Linked DNA regions of Mus musculus: all the other regions are linked to region 3. A link is a contact called in public Hi-C data. All regions are on one chromosome and are shown on one strand. Each heading gives the region's core, a stretch centred on a gene start, on an enhancer-like site or on the middle of the called end of the contact. The rest is flanking DNA. Distances are from core to core; before and after follow the strand shown. Region 1 overlaps Rad51b (RAD51 paralog B). Region 2 overlaps Rad51b (RAD51 paralog B). Region 3 overlaps Rad51b (RAD51 paralog B).

Region 1 (3,269 bases), core at 343-2,842, 340 kb before region 3:
TCCTGGTTCTGGTAAGGAGCACATTTTACTTCTTCTTTTGTTCTATCTTTGACCCTTCCATGCACTTTCAAGTTTTACTTTCCATGTGCTGTAGTCAACCAAAGACTACTAACAGAGATAAGAAGATACCAACGCACCAGATGTCGGAACACTGGGTGGCAGCCCGGTAATGTCTTCCATCCCATGAAACGACTTGGGACTCCTCAAGTGGGCCTGACATGTCACCATATTGAAAATTAACTGCTACCCTCCCAAACCATCAGAAGAGAGCAAGTTAAAGGTGCGAGTTGAGCAGAGCTCCAATCTTGCTACTACACAACAATGTCACCTACCAACCATGCCCCAGTGTATGGGGACTTGGGTCAGTTCTGCTCAAATCCTAGGTCAGAATAGGATAGGCATTTATGGGCAGCTAGGTCATTAGACCCCTTCCCTAATGACCAATACGAGGAAAGAGAGTCCCTGTGACTGAGGCCCAGCAACCCAGGGTCTCTTCTGAGTTGCCGCAAGGAAGAACTACAAGAGCTAAGAATCAGAAGAGTTGCAATAACTGTTGAATGATTTCTGATAGTATGTATATCAGGATTTTCACCATTAAAACAATTATCTGGAAAAGTTGCTTTGAATGACACTACCTACTCAGGTCTAGAATTATGGAAAACATAAAACAATAAATATTGTTATTTTTTTTAAACTTGGTCTCATTTGTGAAATGATGGGCTGGACAAATAGAACAACCATGAAGTCTTTTCCAGCCCTGATATTATTGTAAGACAGTAGGGGGTCTAAAGAGCAACCAACTGGTGGGATTTTAACTCTACTGTACAGAGTCAGGCAAATGACCTCATTGTTGAGGCTGCTCTAGTTAGCAAAGACACTTTGGCAGGCTTGACACACACCCCTCTTTCTATATTGCTTCTTTCTTATTCCGTATTCATTTCTGGGGCTGTCTGTCCCTTATTCTCTTTGTGTCTCTTCCATATGAACATATAGCCAATCAGAAGTGTATGCAACCCAGAGAGAGTGAGAAACACCCTGGGCTGGGATGACTTTGCATGGACCCTGAATGTTCTATTTTCTTGAATCAATGAGGGTAGTTCATGAAAGGCAGGCTGCAAAAACGCCAAGTAACTGAATGTGTCCTCTTATTCCTTCCTAAGACACAAGCTGTGTAGGGCAGGAATCGGTTGGGAAAGGCGTCGGCCTATGGAGTCCACTCCTTCCTTCTTTGGCCATCCCACCTCAGAGCTGTTAAGTCAACACTGGAATGAAACTGCAATGCAGGGACTCATATTGGGGACCCAAACTGTGAACACTAGGTGTGCTTAATCCAGACAACAACCCAGGCACAAATTGAATAAGGCAGAGGCAGCAATGCCAAAACAAAGAACTCTCAACTCTACAAACACTGGGAGGGCAACAGCTGGTCAGCTGAGATTAAAGGAGCACAGAGTGCCTCCCATCTCCTGACTTCTCCTCCCCCATAGCCATCCTTGTAGCCAGCCAGGACTTACTTTTATAGCCCTGTGCAGATGACCTTGTTCCAGCTAAGATAGGGGCTCCTTTGATCTCAGCAGGGGATGCTCTGGGCTTGCAGCTGGCAGATATTAATAGCACAGGATCAGCTTGGGCAGAAGAGACGGCTCAGTTGGACCAGGTCACTTGTATTCCCTTCTCTGCAGCAGAGCAGAAGGGACTTCATTTCCCGGATCAACCCCTGCTGGGTGCTTCTCTCAGGTCAACCCAGATCATTTTATTGCTGGCTGCTCTTGGCTGCATGCTCTCACCCCACAACTGTTTTCAAGTGAACACTGTTTAAGCAAGGGCCTCTGTTCTGCAGCTGAAATCCATTACAGGTTTACTCTGTGAAACAGAAGAGCCACCCGTGGCTGGGTGCTGCCCATCTGCAGACCCACCTCACCCTGTCAGGACTGAAAAAGACTCAAGCAATCGCTCACTTCTTCAAACTAACATCAGGCAGAAGAAGAAACTGAGGTCCAAAGTGATGAAAAGACTTGCCCATCGTCATTAGTTAGCGCATAGGCAAAGGTGACCAAATAAAGGACTGAAACCACAAGCATTTTGTGCCATGTATTTCTCCTCTCTCTCTCTCATAGGAACTTAGGGACCATTGCAATATATTTGATCAGGAATGAATGTTCTAAGAAATGACCCCCACCTCTTTGTCTGAAGTTCTCGGGACGGAATGTTGTTGTTTCAAGAGTATTAGGCAAGTGTTTTCCCCAGCCAAAATCTGTTCATTTTAACTTACTGGTAAATGACCCCATTTTAGACTTTGGTTAAAACACTCCCACATCCTCTTTACCTATTTAGCTATACAAGCAAAATACCTTAAAAAACAAAACAAACAAACAAACAAACAAAACCCCAACTGCTTCAATCGCCATTAGGGCTTCATAGTCAGGAACAGCTAGTTACCTAAGGATGAGCTAGGAACTTCCTTTGCTGCTATCATTTTCCTGTTGCCATTACACTAGAGTCCAAAGCCATTTCTTCCCCTGCCATTTCATTCCACTTTGCTTAATATAAAGCAGGATTCTGGGAACTTGTTTCCAAATAAAGAAGAAAGATAATCTTCCAATTTCCTCAGAGCTGAACAAGTGTGTGTGTGCATGTATGGTATGTGAGTGTGCTTGTGTGTAGTGTATATATGGTATATGTATATTTTGTGTGTGGGTATGATGTGTGCAGGTATGGTTTATGAGTGTGTTTGTGTATTGTGTGTATATGGTATATGTATAAGGTATGTATCTGTGTGTCATGTGTGCATGTATTGTTCCTGAATGTGTTTGTGTGTAGTGTGTATATAGTATATGTATATGGGGTATGTATGTGTGTGTGTAATATGTGCATGTATTGTTTGTGAGTGTGTTTGTATATAGTGTGTATATGATATATATGTTTTGAGTGTGTGTGATGTGTGCATGTATGGTTTGTTGAGTGTGTTTGTATGTAGTGCATATATTGTTTGCGTGATGTGTGCATGTATAGTATTTGAATGTGTTTGTGTATATTGTATATATGGTGCATATGGTATGTGTGTGTATATGTAGTCATAATGATTTTTAATGACATACATAGGCAGAGTACTGGTCACTATCTTCTGTGGTATTCACTTAATATCTACTTACTGCTCACAGTATGCCTATAACCTTTGTTGGTCACTGACATAAAGCATGAACACAAAAAGAATACAGCATAGTGTGTGTCTCTGAGAATCCGGGAGTTTAAAGCTTGTTATATATTTC
Region 2 (3,454 bases), core at 852-3,351, 410 kb before region 3:
TGAGAGAGACAATGGTCAAGGTCCCATAAAGGACAGAAATCAAATATGAGTTGTTTCTTCCCTCAGTAGAGAACAGCCTGAAAGGATTATGAGTAGATGCTCAACTGATGCCTACCATACTATTCTAGTCCCTTTATCATGACATTTTTACCAGTCAGGGTTAGAGGTAGCGTGAGAGCTTAATTGTGGAAGAAATCTACAGTCTTTAAACAGAAGTTCATCATGATCAAAATACTGTTCTGGGCCAGGGTCAGATTACTCAATTCTTCTAAAAAATAGGTTAAAACACATATTATATATATAGTTAATATATATAAACACATATAAAACATATGTGTTTATATATATATATTTATATAATGTATAACATATATATGTATAGATGACTATTTGGTCAAGCAGAAAGACTAGAATTCTGATGAACTTGTTTCTAACTAGCTAACTAGCTGTGTAGCTAGTCACTGGAACTTGCTTCCCTCATCTTAAACAAAGAGATCATGACCAGACTAATTTTGACGGTTGATGGGACAAGGAAATCAGGATATATAGAGAAATTAACAAGAGTGAAAGATTTGGACTAAACATAAAAATGATTTCTTGGCTGGGAGTGATGGGACTATATTTTAATTTAGAAGTCTATTAACAGGTGTCGATTAACCTGTAGTCACCCCATCGATCAAATCTAACTCCAAATGATTGGAATGCCAACTTCATTTGTTTTTATAAGACTGAAGCCATCACTCTTTGAAAATAAGGGTGCTTTATGTGAATGCACACAAATCACAGACTCGATGGAGGTGGAGCTTTCCTCTGCAATACAAATATTGAGGCTGACACTAAATGGTGAAGGGCTGGGTGCAGCTCAGGTACTAAAGCACTTGCCTTGAGTGGAACTCAGAGACTACAAAAGAAGTTAATGAAACCAAATAGAATGAAATAGTAAGAACGTTGAAACGTTCAAGGCAAGAGTTTGGATTATATTTTCCTGGAAATGACACTGGGGTGGTTGGTAATGCCAGGCAGACTTCTAGGTGAGTTACTACACAGGTACAGCCCTGTGACGGGTCTTGGGTTCTATAGGAAAGCATACTGAACTTCTGTATCAGCTCCTGCATCGAGGTTCCAGCCCTGTTTGAGTTCCCTTCCTGACTTCCTTCGGTGATGGACTACACTCCGTGGAGGTGTAAACCAAATAAACCCTTTCCGCCCCAGGTTGCTTCGGTCGTGGTATTTTACCACAGCAATCGTTAGCCCCTCACTGCTGACTCTTGCTAGACCTAGTGATTTTACCTTATTGCATCCTTGGCTCATCTCTATGGGAATTTTAATACAATGAAATCATCTTAATTATACACGCATATTGACATCCCAGGAAGCTCATGAAAACTACCTGGCAGAAAGCATAGATGTACATTCGCTTTAGCTATCTGGGCTTTGTTGGGGCATTAACCACAATTCATGAGTGAGATGTCATCTTGAGCCTGTGTGTGGCCGGTTAATCACGTGTTTTCAGTCTGGCTCAGTGAACAAGCTCTGCAAGTTCACTTTGGCCTCCTCCAACAGTCTTAGTTTTTCAAGATGACCAACAACTGACAGAGGGAATGACTGGAAGGGGAAGTCACCCCTTTGCTGGCCAAGTAAAACCAGGCCATCTTATGGAGCTCACAGCAGCTAGTTGGAGGCATGATTTAAGCCTAAAAAAACTCTCTAGAATCCCAAGGCTTCCACAAAAAGGCAACTTCGGAGAATGGCAGCAAAATAAAAGCCTGGGACCTCAGGACATGGTTCCAGGAACAATGAGTACAGAAGAGTGAAACGGAGTCACTTTTTCCAGGCAGGCCACTTCCACAGACAATGCAGTCACACGGCAATAAGCAGCATTTACGAGTACATGAGGACACCCTGCATGTTTATAGACACCGCAGCAGCCGCCAACAGCGGAAGAGAGGGAGTGGATCCATTTATGAACAGCAGCCTCTCTCTTCACCCTGCTATAACTCCACTAAACCCATGGGAGCCTAGCTTACCAGTTCAGCAAGAACCATCTTGATTAAAATACGATGTCTCTGGTCACTAAGAGTTCTCCGGGGAAGTAATGGGAAAGTAGCCAAACCACACTATGTGAGAAGCAGACGAAGCCTCTCTCCTTTACAGGCAGACATGTTCTGGCCCGAGCCAGTCTTCTCACCAGCTCCTCCGCTCTCCGACCCAGCTTCCCACGGGGTAGATCTGGCTGCCTTCTATTTACTCTTCACACCCTGTCATACCTCTCCTCTCTCCCTGGGAGTGACAATTTCATTCGATCCCCCGGCAAAAGGATACCATTTACCACATCACCTTGGAAGCCTAGGAAATCAGCCCTGGACAGAAAGTTGGAGAGAGCCAGAAAGGGGATTTCCTATGTTGGCCTGCCAGTCCGCCATTTCTCATCAGTTCCCTTGTTTCCCCTCAAAGCACTTGGAAGACTCTCAGCGAACCCTGTTGACTTAGTACTTGGAAAAGTGCATGAGGTAAAAATGACCTCCAGTTTACAGACCTTAGTCAGAAAGATCTTGTTGGTTTGGGTTTTGAGACAGTGTTACTGACCTTGCCTCCTGAGTGATAGGATTTCAGAGGTATGCATCCCTAGGTAGAAGGATTGATTTTGTTGTTGTTGTTTTGTTTTGTTTTTTCGAGACAGGGTTTCTCCGAATAGCCCTGGCTGTCCTGGAACTCACTCTGTAGCCCAGGCTGGCCTCAAAATTAAGAAATCTGCCTGCCTCTACCTCCCGAGTGCTGGGATTAAAGATGTGTGCCACCACGCCCAGCCTAGGATTGATTTTTTAAAATCCACTCGTTCATTTACTTACTCAACATTCAATAAATACAGAGTACCTGTATACACCAGGAACTGGGCTGAGACTAAGTCCAAACTGATGTCATGTGACTGACACCTGGCAGTGCCAGTCTATCCTTGAATGAGAAGCCCCATTTACTATTTCCTGAAACAAGTAGCCCTGGATCAGCGCAGTAGAACGACTAACAGATACCCCGTCTACTCTCTCGCCATTCCAAGAATAGGAAAGCTTTGCTGGAGAGAATGAATCAGGAAACACCAGGTGATTTTTTATGGTGAAATTATCCTCCTTTCTATAATGGACATCATGCTACCAGACAATGTCTACTGAAAATCAAAAGGGATAAAGGCAGTGAGATGCCTCAGTAGTAGAGGCTCTTGCCACCAAGCCCGAGGACCTGGGTTTGATGCCCAAGACCCACATGATAGAACTCGGTGACTAACTCCTATAAGTTGTCCTCTGAGCTCCATATATGCACCCTGCCCACACATGTGCACACAAAATAAATAGATAGATGGATGGTATGCACAAATGCATTTTGTAAAATATGATTTAAAATGCACAACTAAATTTAATCTTAGGTTTATAAGGGTTGAGAGATAAAAGAAAGGTAGTCT
Region 3 (3,444 bases), core at 313-2,812:
GTTGTCTGCTGTGCATCTCCAACCCTAATAATCACCCCTCAGACTTCCTGATCACAATGCCCACCACAGAAAACCATTCCAAGAGCTCCTTTAAGGTATTCTCTGTGCCATTTCCATTCATGGTTGACCTCTGCCCATTGGAAACAAACCAAAACAGCGCTGAACAGGGTAACCCATGAACAGAGCCTAAAAGATCTAAGTTACAAAACCCACAGGATACACCGTCGCTGCAAAGAAAGTTCGCAGAAACAGACCCAGGCCGCTCTTCGAGTCGTCCCACGTAACAGTAATCTCAGCATGACAGACGTGACACAGAACTCACAGAATGAGTAACCCGTGAGAAGGAATGAAGGAAGGGACGGTGGGAACCGCCAGAAACACTTAAGTCTGTCCCGGGTCATGTTATAAAAGGGGACATAACCAGCAGAGAGGGTGGCTTACGAAAGCAGTTACTTGCCATAGCAATCCAACTTTAGAAGTCAGATGTTTAGTCTTCCCTAAGTATATCATCTGATACTGTAAGGTCATGACCTTAAGAGAAAAGAAGGAAAAGGGACACTTACTGGGATTGAAAACTCCCCTGCCAGGTACTTCAGTAAGGACGCTCCTTTGCCCAAGAACTTGTTCCTTTCTTTGATGTTGCCTTGAAGCTTCGGGTCAAACTCCTTTCTGACCACAGAAGCAATGGAGTCAACAATCACAAGCTTAACTCCTTTCGAAATGATCTCTTCCTCCAAAGACTCAAGCCTGTGAAAGTAGAATTTGTAAAATAACAAACAAGTGTAAGACACGAACTCTTTTTTATTTTTCTTTTCAGAAGGAAAATAGAAGAACACTGTATTAGGGTTTGAGAGAAAAGCCAAAACACAAGTTGGGCAAGCTGTAAATCCTGGCAGCTGCTGGGAGGAGGGAGCCAGTGAAGACTTAGAGTGCAATGGAGGTCTGCAAACATCTGTGAGGGGAAGAGGGCGTTAGAGCAAACAGCCTGGAGGTTGAGAGCAAACACGCTTAGGACTCTGGTTGTTCTCCAGGTCAGAGACAGAGGTGGGGAAAGGACAGCCATGCTTTTGGAGTTAGAACTCAGGAAAGCAGGCAGGCCTAACCCTGAAGATCTGTAAGTCACTTCAAAGACATGACTTTAAAAAGTGAAGGGGCTGGAGAGACAGATGGCTCAACAGTTAGGAACACTTGCTTCTCTTGAAAAGGACCAGGGTTTGGTTTCCAGCATGTACGTGAGGGTTCACGCCCATTGGTAACTCTAGTTCCAGGGGACCCCACCCACTCTTCCAACCTCCAAGGGCACCAGACATATAAGTGGTATACACACAAACATGCAGGCAAATACTCATACTCATAAAATACAAAATAAATAAACCTAAAACAACAACACCACCATGCTGAAAGGGTTAATCAGCTTTAAAATAACAACGAGCCAGCTCTGGTAACAGAGATCTGTAGCCCTCATTAATCAGGAAATTAAAGAAAGAAGTTTGCAAGGTCAAGGCTAAACTGGGCTACAGTGGGAGTTGTTCAAAACCATACTGGATAACATAGTCTGTATGTTATCAAAATAAAAACTTAAAAAAGTGCTGAGAGGAGCTGGAGAGATGGCTCAGTGGATAAGAGCGCTGACTGCTCTTCCAAAGGTCATGAGTTCAATTCCCAGCAACCACAGGGTGGCTCACAACCATCTGTAAAAGGATCTGATGTCCTCTTCTGGGGTGTCTGGAAACAGCTACAGTGTACTCAAATAAATAAAATAAATCTTTTTAAAAAAAAAAAGTGCTGAGATGCAGCTCAGCCCTTGCCTGACACACGAGGCCCTAGGTTCAAGCCCAGTAACACACATGCACTTGCTCATGCACTCATGTGTGTGCACACACACACACATACCACACACACACACACACACACACACACACACACACACAGCGATGGCTGTAAAATTCAGCACACATAACTTAGTTCACCACTCCTATCACATTGCATTCTTCTGGAAATATCAACAGTGTTTTCATGTTGCCCTACAATACTACAAAAGCTGTAATTTTACAGGAAAGCTACTTGTGTAGCCAGTCTAAAACGGCCTCTAAAACAGCCTCCTCTTATTCCCCTATCCTGGTGTGTCCTATCTTTTTATGAATTTCTACATAAATGCCTTCCCATACTACACAAGAGTTGGTCTATGTGACAAGTGCTCATGACAAAATGGTGATGCTCTTATTCCAGACAGTGGGGGTGAAAGACTACACTTTCCTTGTGTAAAGAAAGGACGCCTTCCAATGGTGCACGAGTGAGCTTGGGTACAGGCATACCAGCCCACTGGTCAACAAAACAACAGCTATCCTGGACAACAAGCAAAGCAGGAGAGCCAGCTGAGCCACTTCCAGAAGCTCACTCGCCAGAAAATAAGTATTTGCTGTTCTAAGCTGCCACATTTACAGGTAGTTCACTAACAAAACAACTTATAATTAATAAGCTACTTAGATTCTAAAATATTCACTGATTTTTTTTCCATTTTAAAGAAACATTTCAAAAAAACTACAATGAATGAAGAAGGCACAAATTATTATTTTTTTTAAAGATGTATTTACTTTATGTATATGAATACACTGTAGCTGTCTTCAGACACATCAGAAGAGGACTTCGGATCCCATTACTGATGGTTGTGAGTCACTATGTGGTTGCTGGGAATTGAACTCAGGACCTCTGGAAGAGCAGTCAGTGCTCTAAACCATTGAGCCATCTCTCCAGCCCAAATTATTATTTCTTTAACTCCATTATATAAGAATTATTTTACTAAGAAGCTGAAAACGGGGAGGAGAAAACTTTCAAAGCATTACTAAAATATAAGATGTTTTAGTAATGTGAAACCGCCTACCTTTGTAGAAGCCCCTCACAGGTGAGCTCTCGGCAAAGATGAACTCTACTGCTGGTCAGAAGCAATTTTTCCTCAGTGTTAAAATATTGTGGAAAACGAGATTCCGCAATCTCAACCAGTCTATGAGAGAAGGGAATAGCATACAAGAGAGAATAGTGAATACTAAAAGAGAGAGACACTGCTGAGTCCCCAACACACTCCACATGGGAAAGTACTAAGACGTATCCGTATGTCAGGCGTAAGCAAAAGGCTCAAAACACCAGTTTGGAATACACGTGGCCTCTGTGAGAATTATCAGAGGTTGGCTATCAAGGGTTCTAAGTCTCATCAAATTTCCAACAAGCAACAATATTCCCAAGATTTTATTTCTGGAAATAATGTTTACAGATAACATTTTCATAGCAGCTACTTTTACATATTAGAAATGTTAGAAAAAGCTTTCAGTTGCTTGAATGAACAAAGTCTGTTTCAATAAGTATGGTACTGTTTCCTAATAATAACATATCTCAGTTGCCTTGTCTCTTCCTAGAAAATATGCTTTCTCAATTAAAATTTAAAGCTAT

Evidence for each region. A called contact is a pair of places that touch in the nucleus more often than the background predicts.
Region 1: a Hi-C map of uterus shows a contact between it and region 3, with 4 times the contacts expected there. The contact joins two enhancer-like sites. A contact is called at or near these places in 2 of 484 Hi-C or Micro-C datasets (both in uterus) and 1 of 9 other capture datasets (embryonic stem cells).
Region 2: a Hi-C map of uterus shows a contact between it and region 3, with 4 times the contacts expected there. The contact joins two enhancer-like sites. A contact is called at or near these places in 2 of 484 Hi-C or Micro-C datasets (both in uterus) and 1 of 9 other capture datasets (embryonic stem cells).

What each region holds. Positions count from the first base shown.
Region 1 is chr12:79,659,759-79,663,027 of GRCm38.p6, reverse strand. All of the region lies in intron 8 of Rad51b (RAD51 paralog B), which reads right to left. Among named protein-coding and RNA genes, the nearest start is that of Gm36048, 140 kb to the left of the region's middle. Within about 2 kb of position 1,592, at least 62 of the 459 cell types and tissues checked have an H3K27ac peak or open chromatin away from gene starts, as enhancers often do. A contact at or near this core is called in uterus, where this site is marked.
Region 2 is chr12:79,734,203-79,737,656 of GRCm38.p6, reverse strand. All of the region lies in intron 8 of Rad51b (RAD51 paralog B), which reads right to left. Among named protein-coding and RNA genes, the nearest start is that of Gm36048, 63 kb to the left of the region's middle. Within about 2 kb of position 2,101, at least 31 of the 459 cell types and tissues checked have an H3K27ac peak or open chromatin away from gene starts, as enhancers often do. A contact at or near this core is called in uterus, where this site is marked.
Region 3 is chr12:79,324,524-79,327,967 of GRCm38.p6, reverse strand. It overlaps Rad51b (RAD51 paralog B), which reads right to left. Exons shown (of 11, transcript NM_009014.3): 6 at 2,882-3,001; 7 at 564-747. Among named protein-coding and RNA genes, the nearest start is that of Rad51b, 29 kb to the right of the region's middle. Within about 2 kb of position 1,562, at least 10 of the 459 cell types and tissues checked have an H3K27ac peak or open chromatin away from gene starts, as enhancers often do. A contact at or near this core is called in uterus, where this site is marked.